2 separate regions of the Sus scrofa genome follow, and region 1 is linked to region 2. The links are chromatin contacts, called in public HiChIP or PLAC-seq maps. All regions are on one chromosome and are shown on one strand. The core of a region is the stretch at or near the end of the contact, and the rest is flanking DNA. Distances in the headings are between cores, read along the strand shown.

Region 1 (4,630 bases), core at 1,260-3,759, 530 kb after region 2:
TTTGAGGGAACTTTCAAACAAAACTATGGCTTTTCAAGTATTAAGAGGGAATGACAGACTGAACTAAGCTCAGTATTCCTTTCAATACGCGTGTTAAAGGTTATGTTAGCAGCTGTCGAATCGCTGGCCAACTCTAACTACATCACTCTTCACCCTAAATCAGATGGTTTGGGTGGTACCCGGAACTTGCCTCTCTGGGCTGACTCTGAGCAATAGGATTATTCAAGAAGGTGATTTTTGGTTTTCCAGGCATTCCCATCACTTGTGCCATTATTAGCCTGATGAACAAGAGAACCCAGGACCCCAAGTCCTGAGACCCTCCTGCTGCTGCTGGTGGCTCAGAGAACTCTACCCCCTCCATCTGCATCTCCTGCTAGAGGTTGGACGCCAAGGCCATCTGTCTGACAAGTGTGACCGCTGAGGACCTGGGGGTAGCCTAAGTGGTGTCTCCTCTGTGTCCCACCATGACTGACTCCTTGGCAAGTAGAGAGCAGATGTTTCTGACCCCAAGTCCATCTTACTGCACCAGCCAGAAGCAAATGAGAGTAAGAGTTCAGGAATCTTTGGCCATATTGGGGTTCTTCAGGAGTCATGCATGGCTGTGGGAAAGCTCATCTCAAACTCCTACCAAAGGTTGGAGTGGCACATAAACCCTTCTGCTTCTACTTCTGATTCCTACTACCTACCCGCTGGCCTCCAAGTCTGAATGCACAAAGCTCAACCAGGATTCACTCTTGAAGCAACAAAACAGACATTTTCCTAAACTCACCAGTTTAGGGACTTCATTCCTCAGGGCCTTATATGATCCTACAAGAGCTGGTAAGTTAATTCATACTCATGTGGTAATGGTTGATAATCACACAGTCCTAGAGGAAAGGTTGACTGTAAAAGTCACAGCCTTGGGTTTGGTTCAACACCTATCATTTGGTACCTAACCTGGTGACAACCCAATTGCACCTTAATTTCCCCAGTAGTAAAATGTGACCAATTATAAGGAAATTACCTTCTCATAGTCTTTGATATGGTTGGATGCTCAATCAGTGTTAACAGGAGTTCCCGTCATGTCTCAGTGGTTAACGAATCTGATTAGGAACCATGAGGTTTAGGGTTCAATCCCTGGCCTCGCTCAGTGGGTTAAGGATCAGGCGTTGCCATGAGCTGTGGTGTAGGTCGCAGACTCGGCTCGGATCCCGAGTTGCTGTGGCTCTGGCGTAGGCCGGTGGCTACAGCTCCGATTCAACCCCCTAGCCTGGGAACCTCATTATGCCGAGGGAGCAGCCCTAAAAAAGGCAAAAAGACAAAAAAAAAAAAAAATCAGTGTTAATGCAAGCAGGTAAAGAAGTGTTCATGGTTTAACAAAACTGAATATGTGGTTTTGAAAAAAAAAAATGTGTGTTGCCTCACCATAGGTAATCCCCATTTTGTCTTATTGAAAATGACAAAAGGATTTTTGTGGACAGTGAAATTATTCTATATGATACTACAAGAGTGGATATGTGCCATTATACATTTGTCAAAACTCATGGAGGAGTTCTTCTATGGCCCAGTGAGTTAAGAATCTGGCATTGCCACTGCAGTGGTTTGGGTTGCTGCTGTGACACAGGTTCGATCCCTGGCTGGGGAACTTCTACATGCTGTGAGTGTGGCCAAAAAACCCCCCAAAAATCAAGCAAACGAAAAAAACACTCATGGAATGTGCACCATACCAAGAGTGAACCCTAAGGTATACTATGGACTGTGGGTGATGATGGTGTAGCAATGGAGGTTAAAATCCATGTTCCACTCTGGTGGGGGATGGGCAGATAGGGAGGCTGTGCCTGTGAGCCATAGTGGGTATACTGGAACTCTGCATTGTGCTCAGTTTTGCTGTGAACCAAAAGTACTCTAAAAAGTACAGCTTAGGAGTTCCCGTCATGGCTTAGTGGTTAGCAAATCTTATTAGCATGCATGAGGAAGTGGGTTCGATCCCTGGCCTTGCCCAGTGGGTTAAGGATCCGGCATTGCCGTGAGCTGTGGTGTGGGCCGCAGACGCGGCTCGGATCCCGCGTTGCTGTGGCTGTGGGCTAGGCCGGCGGCTACAGCTCTGATTGGACCCCTAGCCTGGGAATCTCCATATGCCACGGGTGTGGCCCTGGGAAGACAAAAAAAAGGTACAGCTTAATTTTGAAAAATGGCATAAAAGGTACATTTAGGCAAAATTAAAGCCTATTATTTTTAGGTAAGTTTTTTTTTTTAAGTTTCGTATAGCTTAAGAATCTGTCTCTCTCTCTCTGGCCCCTGCATCACTGGTATCCCCACTCATTGGGTCATTAACCACTGACCACCAAGCTACAAGGCCAGAAAAGACTAAAAGGCCCGTGGATTCCCCCGGGTTCTGTGATGGGTTAATTTACCAGAAAGAGGAAAGGGAATATTGTGGTTGATGATCGATGTCTGTAAAAGCAAAATGTTCTCAGAAGATAAGGAAGTGTGAGTGAAGTGGCAGCCCTTCAAAGAGATATCAAAAGAGAAAGTGGTCAGAAAAGGGATGAGATCAGAAGAGGCGGACACAGAGGCAGGACCGCAGTGAAGAACCCAAGGGAGACAGAGACGCTCTTGACCGTGAAAGGGGGAGAGTGGGTGCTAGAGGGGAGGAGGTAGAAGACAGTGGGGTTCCGCCGTCTGCGGAGAGGGGAGCAAACAGCCTCGCCCTCCCTGCCCCAGGGGGCAGCGTGGAGGGGTTTGTACAACAGCAGTGACAGTCGGCTGACCTCAGTTCCACACCTGTACTGCAGAATCCACACGATGAACCAATGAGTTGCCCAGGAAAGGTGAACTTACCATAGCATTCTCAGTTTAGACGGAAGTGTGAAATAGCTGGAAAGGTTTTCCAACAAAAAATTCTCAAGTAAAAAGTTTCCAAAGGCAAGATGATAGTATTTGTCAAATCACACACACAGTCTCCGTTTCTCCCAGCATTCCCACTGAGGGGAGTTCTCCCACAGATTTCCTTGCACCTGTGAGAAATGCTGGATTACAAGGTCCTGCACTTGTAATTGCAAAGTTTGGAAAGCACGACTGGTCATCAAATGGGGACTTGTTAAAGAATGGCACAGCCATACAATGGAATTCTGTACAGGGGTAAAACAACTAAAAACGGAAGCAGCTCTCTCTACTGATATGGAAACATCTCCGAGATACATTGCTTAGTCAAAAAAAGGCAGGCTCAAAACTGTTGGCAAGGTATGCTACATTTGGAGTACAAGTTAAAGGGGAAATATTTTAAAATGTATGTTTCTGCTTATATTTTCACTGAAAGGAGCCATCTGTCAGAAGAGAGGTGAAATGAGTACATGTTGCTTGAGGAAAGTACAAAGGTTTTCACTGAGTACCTTTTCATATTGTTTTGATTTTTGCATCACATCAATATATTACTGATTCAAAATTTTTAAAATAAGAAAACATGGTTCAGAGAGTAACAGCTGTGAGTGGGAACAGGTGACTCCCCACTTATCTAGAAATTATCTTTCCACCCCAACACAGAGTCCAGATAACAGTAGTTTACTGTATTGGCATATTAGGAAAACGCTTGGGTATCTGCATAAGTCAGGGCTCTTACAGGAGTAAGCACGAGAAATCCAGCTCAAGTTTCCCTAAATTAAAAAGAAACTCACGTAACTGAAGGGTCCAGAGGTGAAGCCAGCTGTGGGAATGGAAGACTCTGCTCATCGCTGAGGGATTGCCTAGGCCAAAGGGTTACCAGGCATCATCTCATAGCACCCTGGCCCATACCATAGTGGAGATGGCTGGGAGCCCCTTCGACATTTTGCAAGCATCGGTTTTGGAGGTCACTGCCACCCCCAATGTGTTTGGCATCCTGCTGCTCTTCATTTTAGAAGATGAATCTGCTGGGGGTGACCCAGGAACGTCAGAAGCTTCTCCTCCAGGGTTTGAGGCTGTGGTTGCTCTCTTGTGCAACAGACAGGACGCAGATGCATGACATTCTGGCCTTGAGAATGCGGGGCATTCAGAGCCAGACCAAGAGTATGTGTGTGGGGAGACGGCTGGGCTTACCGGCTTGCCAGAATCAGGGAGTGGGAGAGAATAGAGACCACTTATCTCCCTCCTACTCCCCCTTCCTCATTCCAGGCCCAAACACCAGACCAGTGTGTCTGCAACTGAGTAAAAGATGAGAACATGGGACCACGCCACATGTAAGGGATGTTAGGAAACCCAAACACAGAACAACATTGATGTACTTAATTTGGTTTATGAAATGCAATTTCTGTGGAATCCTCTGTTAGTGTTTGGGGAAAAAAAAGAAAAGAAGAAAGACGCACTTGATTAGAAATCAAAAAAGTAAGAGTCCTAGGCAGCGATCTCTTGCCATCCAGCGGTAGAACTTCTTAACAGTCATTGACCCTCTCTTTCCCTGCCTTCGTCTCCTCATCTGAATACATATGACAGTGAATTGCCTGACCAACCTCGCGGGCATGAAATGAGACAAGAAAAACCTTGGAAAAATATAACTTCAAAGTTAGATGAAGGCACACTGATTAGCTACATGGCTTACATTTACTTTTTTTTTTTAACCTGAAAAAGTTGGCAACAGGTAAAATCTGGTTTACTCTCAATAAGGTTGGGTTGGCTT
Region 2 (4,562 bases), core at 1,880-4,379:
TCAATAGACTCTCCCCAAGGATGAGAACATTTCTGCTGGCAATATATTATCAGAAACATCTAGTCCAGCTTGTGCCAGAATTTATTTGTTTGTGTTTGTCTTCAAAACATTCACCAGCCATCATTTCTTTGGTTCACAGGAAAGCAGAGACCTCTGAAAAATGCAACAAAGAAAGGAACCTGGAGGAGGTCACTCTTTCATGATTTTCTTGGAGTGGACATATCCCAATATGAGGGCACCTAAGAGCTCCAAGAAATTGCTGGAATCCTTTGAAATGCAATTCCCTTGGGATTAGAAGGTGAGGATGGAGGTAGTGGAAGAAGCTTCTATTTTGTTTTATTAACTACAATCTACACACACACAACTACAATTGACTTAAAATTTTAATTTCTTAAAATTTGTTCTACATGAACATATCTAAAACTTAAACATTACTGCAGATTATAATTTTAAAAAATGTTTCCCTTTCACTTTATCTGCCCTTTCTCTCATCCCAAATTTCCATGCCAGCGGAATCACTGTTTCCAATTTATTCTGGATTTTTCCAGTGATATTCTATGTATACGTAAGTATATACACTGCATGAATCACATCGCAAATTCCTTGCCCTCAAATCTTTGTCTCAGGGTTGACGTCTCAGAAAATCAATTAAAAGTTACCTTCCACAAAGGTTGTGATAATTTGCACTTCCACCAAGAATGTCTATTTTCCTTTCCCACTTCAATTCCATTCCCACCCCAAGCCACCATCAGTTTTATTATTTATTCATTCATTTACTCATTAGTTCATTCATTCAAAAATACTTGTTAAGCATTTCCTGTGTCAGGCCAGCCCTGAGATATAAGACAGAGCCTTGGAGATCAGACATGCTATCTCTATCACCTTTCCTCACCTCCTGTAAACTGACATCTAAACTTCTTTTAAGAAAGGGAAGCCTTAAATATACGACAGGATACCATCAAACTCCTAGAAGAAAACATAGGCAAAACACTCTCTGACATCAACATCATGAATATTTTCTCAGGTCAGTCTCCCAAAGCAATAGAAATTAGAGCAAACATAAACCCATGGGACCTCATCAAACTGAAAAGCTTTTGCACAGCAAAGGAAACCAAAAAGAAAACAAAAAGACAACTTACAGAATGGGAGAAAATAGTTTCAAATGATGCAACTGACAAGGGCTTCATCTCTAGAATATATAAACAACTTATACAACCCAACAGCAAAAAAGCCAATCACCCAACGGAAAAATGGGCAAAAGACCTGAATAGACATTTCTCCAAAGAAGATATACAGATGGTCAACAAACACATGAAAAAATGCTCAACATCGCTGATTATAAGAGAAATGCAAATCAAAACTACCATGAGATACCACCTCACACCAGTCAGAATGGCCATCATTAATAAATCCACAAATAACAAGCATTGGAGGGGCTGTGGAGAAAAGGGAACCCTCCTGCACTGCTGGTGGGAATGTAAACTGGTACAGCCACTATGGAGAACAGTTTGGAGATACCTTAGATCGGGAGCTTGGAATTATCAGACACAACTTAGAATAGATTTACAAGGAGATCCTGCTGAATAGCATTGAGAACTTTGTCTAGATACTCATGCTGCAACAGAACAAAGGGTGGGGAAAAAAATGTAATTGTAATGTATACATGTAAGGATAACTTGATCCCCTTGCTGTACAGTGGGAAAATAAAAATAAATAAATAAATAAAAATTTAAAAAATTAATTAAAAAAAAGAAAAAAAAGAATAATTAATGAGTATAAGTAATTCAATAAAATACATATTGTAAACTCTTTAAAATTATAGGTTTTATTTTCAGTGTAATTAAGCTTTAAGTGTATTTCACCATGATTAATAAATTCTCATATTTTCTCATATAAAAAAAAAGAAATCTATACATAGAACTTCCATATGACCCTGCAAGCCCATTCTTGGGCATATATCCAGACAAAACTCTACTTAAAAGAGACACATGCCCCCGCATGTTCATTGCAGCACTATTCACAATAGCCAAGACATGGAAACAACCCAAATGTCCATCAACAGATGATTGGATTCGGAAGATGTGGTATATATACACAATGGAATACTACTCAGCCATAAAAAAGAATGACATCATGCCATTTGCAGCAACATGGATGGAACTAGAGAATCTCATACTGAGTGAAATGAGCCAGAAAGACAAATACCATATGATATCACTTATAACTGGAATCTAATATCCAGCACAAATGAACATCTCCTCAGAAAAGAAAATCATGGACTTGGAGAAGAGACTTGTGGCTTCCTGATGGGAGGGGGAGGGAGAGGGAGGGATGGGGAGCTTGGGCTTATCAGACACAATTTAGAATAGATTTACAAGGAGATCCTGCTGAATAGCATTGAGAACTTTGTCTAGATACTCATGTTGCAACAGAGCAAAGGGTGGGGGAAAAATGTAATTGTAATGTATACATGTAAGGATAACTTGATCCCCTTGCTGTACAGTGGGAAAAATAAAATAAAAAAAAAGAAAGGGAAGCCCAATATTTTTCTGCAGTTGGAGCCAAAGCATTTAAAATGAATAATCTCGACTAAAGAAACACACAGAATGAAGAAATCTGTACAACAATCTGTAATGGACAAGAAGAAGACTGGTGATCAAACCCTTCCCAGGTTTGCTAAGGGATGAGGTTGAAGAGAACAGGAGATGTTAGACCCTGCAAGTAGGTCAAGGGGACCTAGGACAGAAGATATTTTTCAGAGATTTTCACATGCTGATCTAGATGAGGGTCTGGTCCAGGACAAAATGAAGCTGCGTAAAGAGTAATTTTGTCATAAGGCTACAAATGTTTTGTTTTCATGATTTATGGACATGTTTTTGTTTTTCAGACTGCCTGTTTTCATAGTAAAGAGCTTTATTTCTGGAGCACAAATTAATGGAGGTATTACTGTTTTTAAAAGAACAAGAAGGAAAGTCACCCTTATCCTGGATGCCATGGTCTGCCTTCTCCGCTTCTAACCAGGGCTGGCAAGTCTTGCTGGGAAGTCCTTCCATTCTATAATCATGGATTCTGACCACAGCTGGGCCTTCCATGCTCTGGATAAAACTCATACTTGTCCACAGTCAATACTTCCCCATTCTTCTCAGCAGCTATTTCAAACTTCTCCCTTTCTCTTTAAACTCTCTGCTCTAATTTCTCCTCCTTGCTCTCAGCATATTAGCCTCTTTTCTCTTTTAAGGGAAAACCAGACAAGTCCACGGGCTCCTCTATCCGCAAACCTCTCCATATTGGCTTCCACCCTCTTTTCTCAGTTGCTGGCCTCTCCATCCGAGGACCTCAGCTATTTCATCTGGTCCCTTCCACTTCGTTACTTTTGGCCTCACCTCCAGTATCTTCATCTTCTCAAGGCTTTGCTCCAACCCTTTGTCTTAAGAAAATAAACATGCCCAGATTTCTCCCATCTTTACATACAAAGGCTTTCCCTGTTACTCCCTCTATCTGGCTCCTTCTCTCATTTCTTTGATAAATTAACACCTTGAAAGAATCATTTACCTCACTGCTTTCACTTCCTGAAATCATTTCCAACTCCTTGCATCTTCTTGCATCCATCCTAACGCAGACACAGATACTGTTCTCCTTTCCCTTCTTCAAATCTTGCCTTATTCAAAACGTCTATAGCTGTGTTGCTCAAAGGTAGTCCCTAGACCAATCAAAAAAAAAAAAAAAGAAAAGAAAGAAAAAAGAAGAAATAAAGCATCACCTGGGAACTTGTTAAAGACTTAAATTTGGGGGCCCCACCTAAGACTTGCCAAGTTAGAAACTCTGGGGTGGGGTTCAGCAATCTGGGTTTTAGCAAGCTCTCTAGGTGACTCTGATAGGCACTCTGAGTTTGAGTTCAGTACTGCTAACCTCTCCTCTTTCTTTTCAAAATTCTTTCCTTATTTGGTTTTTGTGAACTTGACATTGCTGGTTCTGCTTTTACATTTTAAGCTATTTCTTTTTAGTCTCTCCTTCTCCTGTGCATCCATACATATGGTTATTCCCGGTGCTCTATTCTCACACTATCTGTTCTGCCCATATGATGTCATCTATTTCCAACACTTCAGTTACAACCTGTATTCATCAGGACTCTGGGTTATAAATGGCAGAAAATGCAATTCCTCTTAAGGAAATCTGAAGAAAATTCAACAGAAGATAGAATTTATTGGCTCAATGTAACATGCGTGTCTTGATCCAGGCTCTTAAATAACATCATCAGGATTTGGCCTCATTCTTTTTGTCTCTCAGCTCTGCTTCCATCTGAGTTGGTTTTGTTTCCAGACCAGGTTCCTCCATGAGGCCCTTTGGAGCTCCAAAAAATCATGTTCATAGTTCTAGGGCCTCGGTGGTTTAGTGTCCATTCTGAATCAATCACTGTCACCAATAAAGTAGAATATGATGATTTTCCTTAAGCTTTTAGTCATATGACCACTCTTAAAGGTAAAAGTCAAGTCAATCTTATCAAGATTGATACTGATTTATTTAACATACATTGAGCACCTACTATGTGCCAAGTGCTGTTC

The links. HiChIP or PLAC-seq counts read pairs in DNA pulled down with a chosen protein or histone mark.
Region 1: a contact with region 2 is called in an H3K27ac HiChIP or PLAC-seq map of alveolar macrophages. The contact joins two enhancer-like sites. A contact is called at or near these places in 4 of 47 Hi-C or Micro-C datasets (embryonic fibroblasts, mesenteric adipose tissue and subcutaneous adipose tissue) and 1 of 2 datasets of contacts at active chromatin or transcription factors (alveolar macrophages).

What each region holds. Positions count from the first base shown.
Region 1 is chr5:82,284,897-82,289,526 of Sscrofa11.1, forward strand. It overlaps GNPTAB (N-acetylglucosamine-1-phosphotransferase subunits alpha/beta), which reads left to right. Exons shown (of 28, transcript XM_021092670.1): 4 at 1-819. Among named protein-coding and RNA genes, the nearest start is that of GNPTAB, 23 kb to the left of the region's middle. Within about 2 kb of position 2,510, at least 7 of the 83 cell types and tissues checked have an H3K27ac peak or open chromatin away from gene starts, as enhancers often do. A contact at or near this core is called in alveolar macrophages, where this site is marked.
Region 2 is chr5:81,752,907-81,757,468 of Sscrofa11.1, forward strand. No RefSeq gene overlaps it. Among named protein-coding and RNA genes, the nearest start is that of IGF1, 26 kb to the right of the region's middle. Within about 2 kb of position 3,130, at least 1 of the 83 cell types and tissues checked has an H3K27ac peak or open chromatin away from gene starts, as enhancers often do. A contact at or near this core is called in alveolar macrophages, where this site is marked.